Linked DNA regions of Zea mays: region 2 is linked to region 1. A link is a contact called in public Hi-C data. All regions are on one chromosome and are shown on one strand. Each heading gives the region's core, a stretch centred on a gene start, on an enhancer-like site or on the middle of the called end of the contact. The rest is flanking DNA. Distances are from core to core; before and after follow the strand shown.

Evidence for each region. Hi-C and Micro-C count contacts between places; a contact is called where the count stands out from the background.
Region 2: a contact with region 1 is called in a Hi-C map of ear, with 5 times the contacts expected there. The contact joins the promoter of LOC100286142 here to the promoter of LOC100382013 in region 1. A contact is called at or near these places in 6 of 25 Hi-C or Micro-C datasets (bundle sheath, ear, endosperm and 2 more).

What each region holds. Positions count from the first base shown.
Region 1 is chr3:151,045,131-151,048,529 of Zm-B73-REFERENCE-NAM-5.0, reverse strand. LOC100382013 reads left to right here and starts at 1,297. Exons shown (of 6, transcript NM_001174779.1): 1 at 1,297-2,096; 2 at 2,198-2,281; 3 at 2,646-2,728; 4 at 2,821-2,908; 5 at 3,034-3,288. The coding sequence starts at 1,311. LOC732794 reads left to right here. Exons shown (of 7, transcript NM_001112411.1): 7 at 113-437. The coding sequence ends at 241.
Region 2 is chr3:151,299,686-151,303,457 of Zm-B73-REFERENCE-NAM-5.0, reverse strand. LOC100286142 (pyridoxal phosphate enzyme) reads right to left here and starts at 1,372. Exons shown (of 7, transcript NM_001159030.2): 1 at 1,063-1,372; 2 at 879-945; 3 at 446-492; 4 at 189-276. The coding sequence starts at 1,284. LOC100381986 (WD repeat-containing protein 33) reads right to left here. Exons shown (of 18, transcript NM_001174756.1): 17 at 3,194-3,454; 18 at 2,047-2,469. The coding sequence ends at 2,395.

The sequences.
Region 1 (3,399 bases), core at 48-2,547:
TTGCCAAACTAGCCATTAGTTTGTTATATACCAGTGCTTATGAGAGTTTGATCACTTACCCCCCACCACGATCACATTCCATTGATATGATACATATCGATTTGCGATTCAGGTGATAAATTACAGGGGCAGTGACATAATCATAGTTGGGCGCGGGATTATAAAGGCGAGCGATCCTTTGAAGACGGCATGTGAGTACCGGGTGCAAGGGTGGCAGGCATACAAGAACAGCTTGCTATGAGGAGGGCGCCGTGAGCATTCCAAGCATAATAAGGGCAAATCCAGGCAATTGGCATAACAAGGGCATGTTCGTTTTGATCTCAATCCATATGGATTGAGTGAGATTAAATATGAATTGAGTGGGTTTTAATCTCGAACAAGTCAAAATCTTTCATAAATTTTTTCAATCACATCCAATATATATGGGATAGTAATAACCGAACAATGTCTAACATGGAAAGGTCCCTACTTATGGCTAATTTGTTCATCTTAATTGAACGTGATTGAGTGAGTTCAAATCCCTAGCAATTCCATGTGAAATGAGAATATCCCAACAAGATCTTACAATTGTGAGGACCTAACTGTATGCAATCAGAATCATTGTAGAGGAGATTCATCCAGAGCATGCTCCATTATCGTTCATGTAGCTTATGTCTACAACAAGTAGGCAAACAAACGTATACTTAGATAAAATCAACGTATACGGTTATCCATAATAAGATGGTGTATGCAATGAATCCGACGAGTTGTAATGGCTGTGTCTTATTGGCACTCCTCTTAGGTTAGCTCCTGATGCTGTCGATGTTGAGAATCGTACGACTCCTCCACGTGTTCTTCCGAATAACATCTCTACACCCTGGGTTTAGATTTCTCTCGGGGTGAAGTGGCCTCCGCGTAATTTCACTTGCCCCAACTCCGTGCTTGTTTGGTGACAATGCTGGTCGGTAGCCACTGCCGCCGCGATTGCTTGCCGCAGCTTGCGCCTTGGGGCTTGCCATGCCGCCTCGTCCAGATTCCGCTGCAAAAAATTTCCACGTGCTGGTGGCAAGTTTTCTGCCGTTGGCGCATTCTGCCGCTCCGGTGTGGGCGGGCATCAATCTTCTCCGGGACGCTTTCTCTCTGGTGACTCGGACAATCGCGATCGCGACGACCGACGAGCACAAGCTAGCTTGGTTGTCGGCTTGTGTGTGTTGGTAGAAGAGCATTTCTACACGTACTCATTTCCACAGAGAAAAATGTCGAGTCAAGAACTTTTCTCCCCCGTTCGCGCAGCACAGTCGGCCACTACACACACGCCGCCCACCAACACCATGGACGCCGCCGCGAAGGAGGCGCTGATCCTGGACCTGCACGCGGTGGAGGCCGTGAAGCTGGGCACCTTCGTGCTCAAGTCCGGGATCACCTCCCCGATCTACCTGGACCTGCGCGTGCTCGTCTCCCACCCGCGCCTGCTCGCCTCCGTCGCGTCCCTCCTCGGCGCGCTCCCGGCCACGCGCCCCTACGACCTTCTCTGCGGCGTGCCCTACACAGCGCTGCCCTTCGCGGCCGCGCTCTCCGTCGCCGCCTCCGTGCCCATGCTGCTCAGCCGCTACGACACCAAGCGCGTCGAGGGCGCCTTCCGCGCCGCCCAGACCGTGCTCATCGTCGAGGACCTCGTTACCAGCGGCGCCTCCGTGCTCGAGACCGTCGCCCCGCTCCGCGCCGAGGGGCTCGTGGTCGCCGACGCCGTCGTCGTCATCGACCGCGAGCAAGGTGGGCGCGAGAACCTCGCCGCTAGCGGGGTCGCGCTGCACTCGCTCATGACCCTCACGGAGATGCTCGCCGTGCTGGCGAGGCACGGGAAGGTCGGCGAGGAGAAGATCGCGGAGGTCAGGCGGTTCCTCCAAGCCAACAGGAAGGTGGCGGTGCCCGGGGTGCCTGCTGGGCCACCCAAGCCGTCGGCTACTGCTCGGAGGAAGTCGTTTGCGGAGAGGGCGGGGTTGGCCACGAACCCCATGGGGAGGAGGTTGTTCGAGGTGATGGAGGCGAAGCAGAGCAACTTGTGTGTCGCGGCTGATGTTGGGACAGCCAAGGAGCTACTTGAGCTTGCTGACAAGGTATGTATACACACATATATATGCTACTAGTTATTGTGTATTTGCGATGCTCTCCTACTATTTGCTAACATTGTTTTGATTTGTTTGCCCCACTTGTTTAGGTTGGTCCAGAGATTTGTATGCTGAAAACACATGTTGATATCTTGTCTGATTTTACACCAGATTTTGGGGCCAACCTTCGCACAGTATGTTCTCTTCTGACAGCAGTTTCCTTATCTTTTTGTTGTAGTGTTACTGATCATAAGGATGTCAGTGTCCATAATCGCCCAGTTAGAGTCCTGAAGTTGTACTTTGTTTCAAATCAGATGTCGGTGCTTTCATTATCATGTATACACAGTATCATTATGTGTAATCGGAATGGGTTGTCCATAAATGAAAGGCAAAATCCCTATACCAGGCCAATTTACTTGGTTCTTTTAGCTTGATTTTATTTTATTCATTACTAGAGGCGTTTTGTGTATTCCTGTTCCGATTGCTGAAGTTATACTCTGCATCTGGTTACCGCATAGCTGATTCAGTATTGTGCTGATTCTTAACTTTCAATTGAAGATTGCTGGGAAGCACAACTTTCTGATCTTTGAAGACCGCAAGTTTGCTGACATTGGGAACACAGTAACTATGCAATCTGAAGGGTGAGAAAAAGGAACTATAACTATTTAATTTATTTTCCTTCTTATACATACATTTGTGTGACATAGTTGGCATTTTCTTTACTTCGGTTCAGAGGTATATTCCGCATCTTAGACTGGGCGGATATTATTAATGCGCATATAGTTCCTGGACCTGGGATTGTAGATGGCTTGAAGCTCAAGGTATTTCATGACATATATGCATAGGTCTTACACAATTACTGAGTTAAAGATAATAGTTAATTTGCAGCTGCTAATAGCTCATGCATTGCGTTGCTCACAGTCACTGTTGTCTTCTGGCATTGAAGGGTTTGCCTAAAGGAAGGGGCCTACTTTTGCTTGCTGAAATGAGCTCAGCTGGCAACCTTGCTTATGGAGACTACACTGCTGCGGCTGTAAAGATTGCCGAGCAACATCCTGACTTTGTAATAGGATTTATATCAGTGAATCCTGCATCTTGGTCACCAGCACCGTCAAGCCCAGCATTTATCCATGCCACTCCTGGGGTTCAGATAGCTGCTGGAGGAGATGCCCTTGGGCAACAATATAACACTCCCTTTTCTGTGAGTGTGCTTTTGCCATTTGATTCTCGCGTGACTGCTCACTGCTGTGGTGTTTATTTTTAATCCTTCAAAGTTGCTATGTATCTTGGAAGTTGGTAGGTTAGGTTACTT
Region 2 (3,772 bases), core at 123-2,622, 250 kb before region 1:
TAATTTAAGGTATGCTTCTGAAGTAATAAACTGACTTCTGATATAGCAATTGGTTGCAAAATGAAAGAATATCAATTATAATCTATCAGATCAAGGCAAATGTGGAAACAAATAGCACAAGTGCTTTGTTCGGGAAAATTAATCAAGAGATAAGAGTTCTGATTTCTCAATACTTATTATGCACTCACATTCTTCTCCACTAGTGTTCACTTGAACCAAAACTTTCAAAGGCTGCCTTCCCAAACTGTTGACAGCTCGATCTAGGTGGTTAGCAATCTGAAAGTTGTGGAGTCTATGTTTTAATACAGAAATCCACAATTGCAGGTAACAGATACAAGAACCTGACTAAATAATAACTTAACAAGCATTAAGCTATTAGTCTCCATCTTTTGTACATACATTAGATAAATAATAGAAGGAACAGTACTTGTTGCCGATTGCTTACCTTTTCATTGTCTACGCCCTCAACCATATCAAGATTTGGAACAGCAGCTGAAAAAAAAGGATAGACAAGGCTTAACTGGCATTCTGGCAATACAAACGCGAGACAATGTCAAGAAAAGCACCATGAAAGAATTGTGTTGATAATCTTATTCTTATCATTTTCGGCTTTTCATATACTGTACACTGCTTAGTAACTATATTACTACTAATTGTCATGATGGTGCTAAGCAAGAACAACTTTCCATAACTAACTCTTCATTACAAGGTGACGTAAGTGGCAAACACTAAATAAAAATAACATTTAGAACTTCAATTTCTAACTACTCGTGAACAAACCAGCTTTCCTTTTCTTTTTGAAGGATGCTTATAGCTTTGTTGATGCAGGTTAACTTACTCTTTAACTCCGTATACAATTGAAAAAAATATATGCACACCTAACAGTGGTTTCACTTTGTTGCTCTGCAGGTGCCCGATAAAATGCCACCGGGTATCTTGCGGAAGCTGCAAAACACGGCGAGAGCAAATCGTTCATTTCCCTCCACTCCACCTCCACACGATGGATGCGCTGCAAAGATGCAAAAAGCGAACGAAACAATCGAAATGGAGACCAGACAGCACCTGGGGGGCCTTGGTGACGAACTCCTGCACGTAGTTCTCGCCGAAGCAGCGGTGGCCCGCGTCGTATAGCTGCCGCAGCATCGAAACAGGCTTGGTCTTCCCCACCGCCACAACCCGTACCGCCTCCGCGGCGCACCCCGACCGCTCCGCCGCCATACCCGCCCGCCCCAGCACGGCTCGCAGCGCCGTCGCGGCCACCCCCTCCGCCGCAGTCGCTGCCATCGCCCCACCACCTCTCCTTTCTCCTCCTGTCTTCGATGCTGCTGGTGGTTGTCGCCAGCCCCGCAGCATCACAAGACGAAACGGGCCGGCCTTAGCAGCGCAGCCCAGATCACAAGGGGAGAACCCATTTAAGGAAACTCTGTAAGCCTTGATAGGTGGGCCAAGCTGTGGTAATGCCCATGCGGTTGGATGTGGCTGAGAGCACGACTGAAGACGATGGATGTGGTGTAGGCCACCATGGATGCGTCCGATGCAGCCTTTCAAATGTTTGACCTGTTTTGCACGATAGCACAATGCACCAGCAAATAATGGTGCTGGCGTCAGTTTAACGTAAACTGTGTTTTTTTTAAAAGAAAAAACATCTTGTGCCACAAGATTGCACAATTTTTTGTAAAGAAAAACCATCTCGTGTCACAAGATTGCACATGCGATAGATCTCATATTGTAACACTCCATTCACTTCTGGACCAGCTATACTTACTCATGTCAGTTCTATAGAATCATATATTATTCCCACAAACCAACACATATCTTTTATGTGTACTTTATGTTCACTCATACACACCCAAAAAACTTACCGATCGATCACACGTCCCAAATTGCTCGTCAAGCACCCTTAATTTGAAGATTTTTTCAAGACAGACTTAAAAAAAGAAAATACATCTTGTTGATATGAATACACTATCAATTCTATTAAGCCTTAGGCCAATCAATTCTACTGTCAACCGGGGTCAGGATATCACACGTATTGACTGCCATCGTCTGTCAACAACTCGTAAAGTACACATGCAATAACTGGCACAAGTGAAGTTCACGCTTCTCAAAACTGAGGGAAAGAATTCTCTATGTTCAACATCTAAGCAGCCGGCAAGTAAAGGCACGATTCGAATTACAGTACAAATGAGGCACATGACAGAAGGCCCCCAGTTGTAAACCACAGCACGAGATAGCAAAAATCCTAGCTGCCTGAGCAATAATCGTGAAGAAATCCCTCGTGATTTGCGGGAGTCTAGACACGCTGATATTGCTCGAGATGGATTTACATGCTACAAATTTAGTGTCACGAGAAAGTTTAGGTTCAGTACAATCCTTGTTTTGCTCCAGGGATGGTCACTGTGTTGCCGAGCCTCCTCGAGGCGGCGGGTGCTGTGGCGGTGGCGGTGTAAGGCCAACATTACCCATTCCCTGCAGAAATCAGCAACACCAATGCTTTTCAGTAAATATGGTCAATCTATAGTAATGTGGCTAGGTAATGCAGAAAAGTTTAGTGATGCAGATGACTAAGGTCCGTTTGTTTCCTTCTAGGATTATATAAACTGCCTTATTTTGTATAAATTATACAATCCATGTTATATATTCTAGTTTATATAATCTTATTTATTGAGTAAATATTCACCCAGTTCCAAGGGTTCTAGTTTATATAATCTTATTTATTGAGTAAATATTCACCCAGTTCCAAGGGTAGTGGATAAAAAGCCAAAAAAATCTACAATAAGAACCTAATAACCTGCTTATGGATTATTATGGAAAGAGGGAATCGGTGGTATAGAAAAAGGAACAACAACGCAAATGAGATAGAACAGGAAGAGGTTCAGAGAGACAGGGTGCAAGAACAGAGGATTGAGCTTAGTGCTGAATCTGTGGAGAAGGAACAGTCTGTTAACAACACCGGTGATGGTTTAGCTACGTCTGAGAAGTGAGAAGGATAAGCAACTTGAGAATAAATGATATGCAACTCTTCTATATGTTCAACTCTTCTACGTGTTTGAGAAAGAAAGAAAAAGAGTGCTAAACTTATGTAATTTTGTTGCTTATAAGTAATGAAATTCGGTTCGTACAGGTTGGGGAAAAAATACCCTCTAGGCTCTAGGTATGTATTTCAAAATAAAAATGCAATAACAAGTCTTACCTGGTAAGAGCTTAGACCAGGAATGGATGTCATTTGCCCTTGTGGAGCCATTTGTCCCTGAGGCCGATTATACATGCCACCCATAGGAAAATTTTGTACGCCAGACGAACCTGATGCTCCTTGGATGTTTCCCATCCCACTTGGGAACCCACCCATTGGGGGTACAGTACCAGGAGGCACAGAACCAGCATGCATCTGATTTAGGCCCATCATGTGCTGTGGCATTTGGGGCATCATCTGACTCTGTGAACCATGCATTGCCTAGAAATATTAGAATTGTCAAATCTAATGTCACCGCAGCTGTAATTTACCAAGGAGCAGAAAGCATCCAAATATACTCTAATCCGGTTCCTTTCATGTAACATCAAATTAAACAGTGAATTCACAGTAACATAGAATCATGCAACAGGCAGTGTTGAGGAAGACAAGTGTGCAGTGATTCAGGTTTGGGGACTACAAAACTTATTTCAAACCAACCAGTCAATGCCCTTATTTTTTCTTAAAAAAGGATGCAAGGTAATGCACTATAATTCATTAGTTATTAGACATGTAGGGAGCACGTTAGATAACCAAAAATAG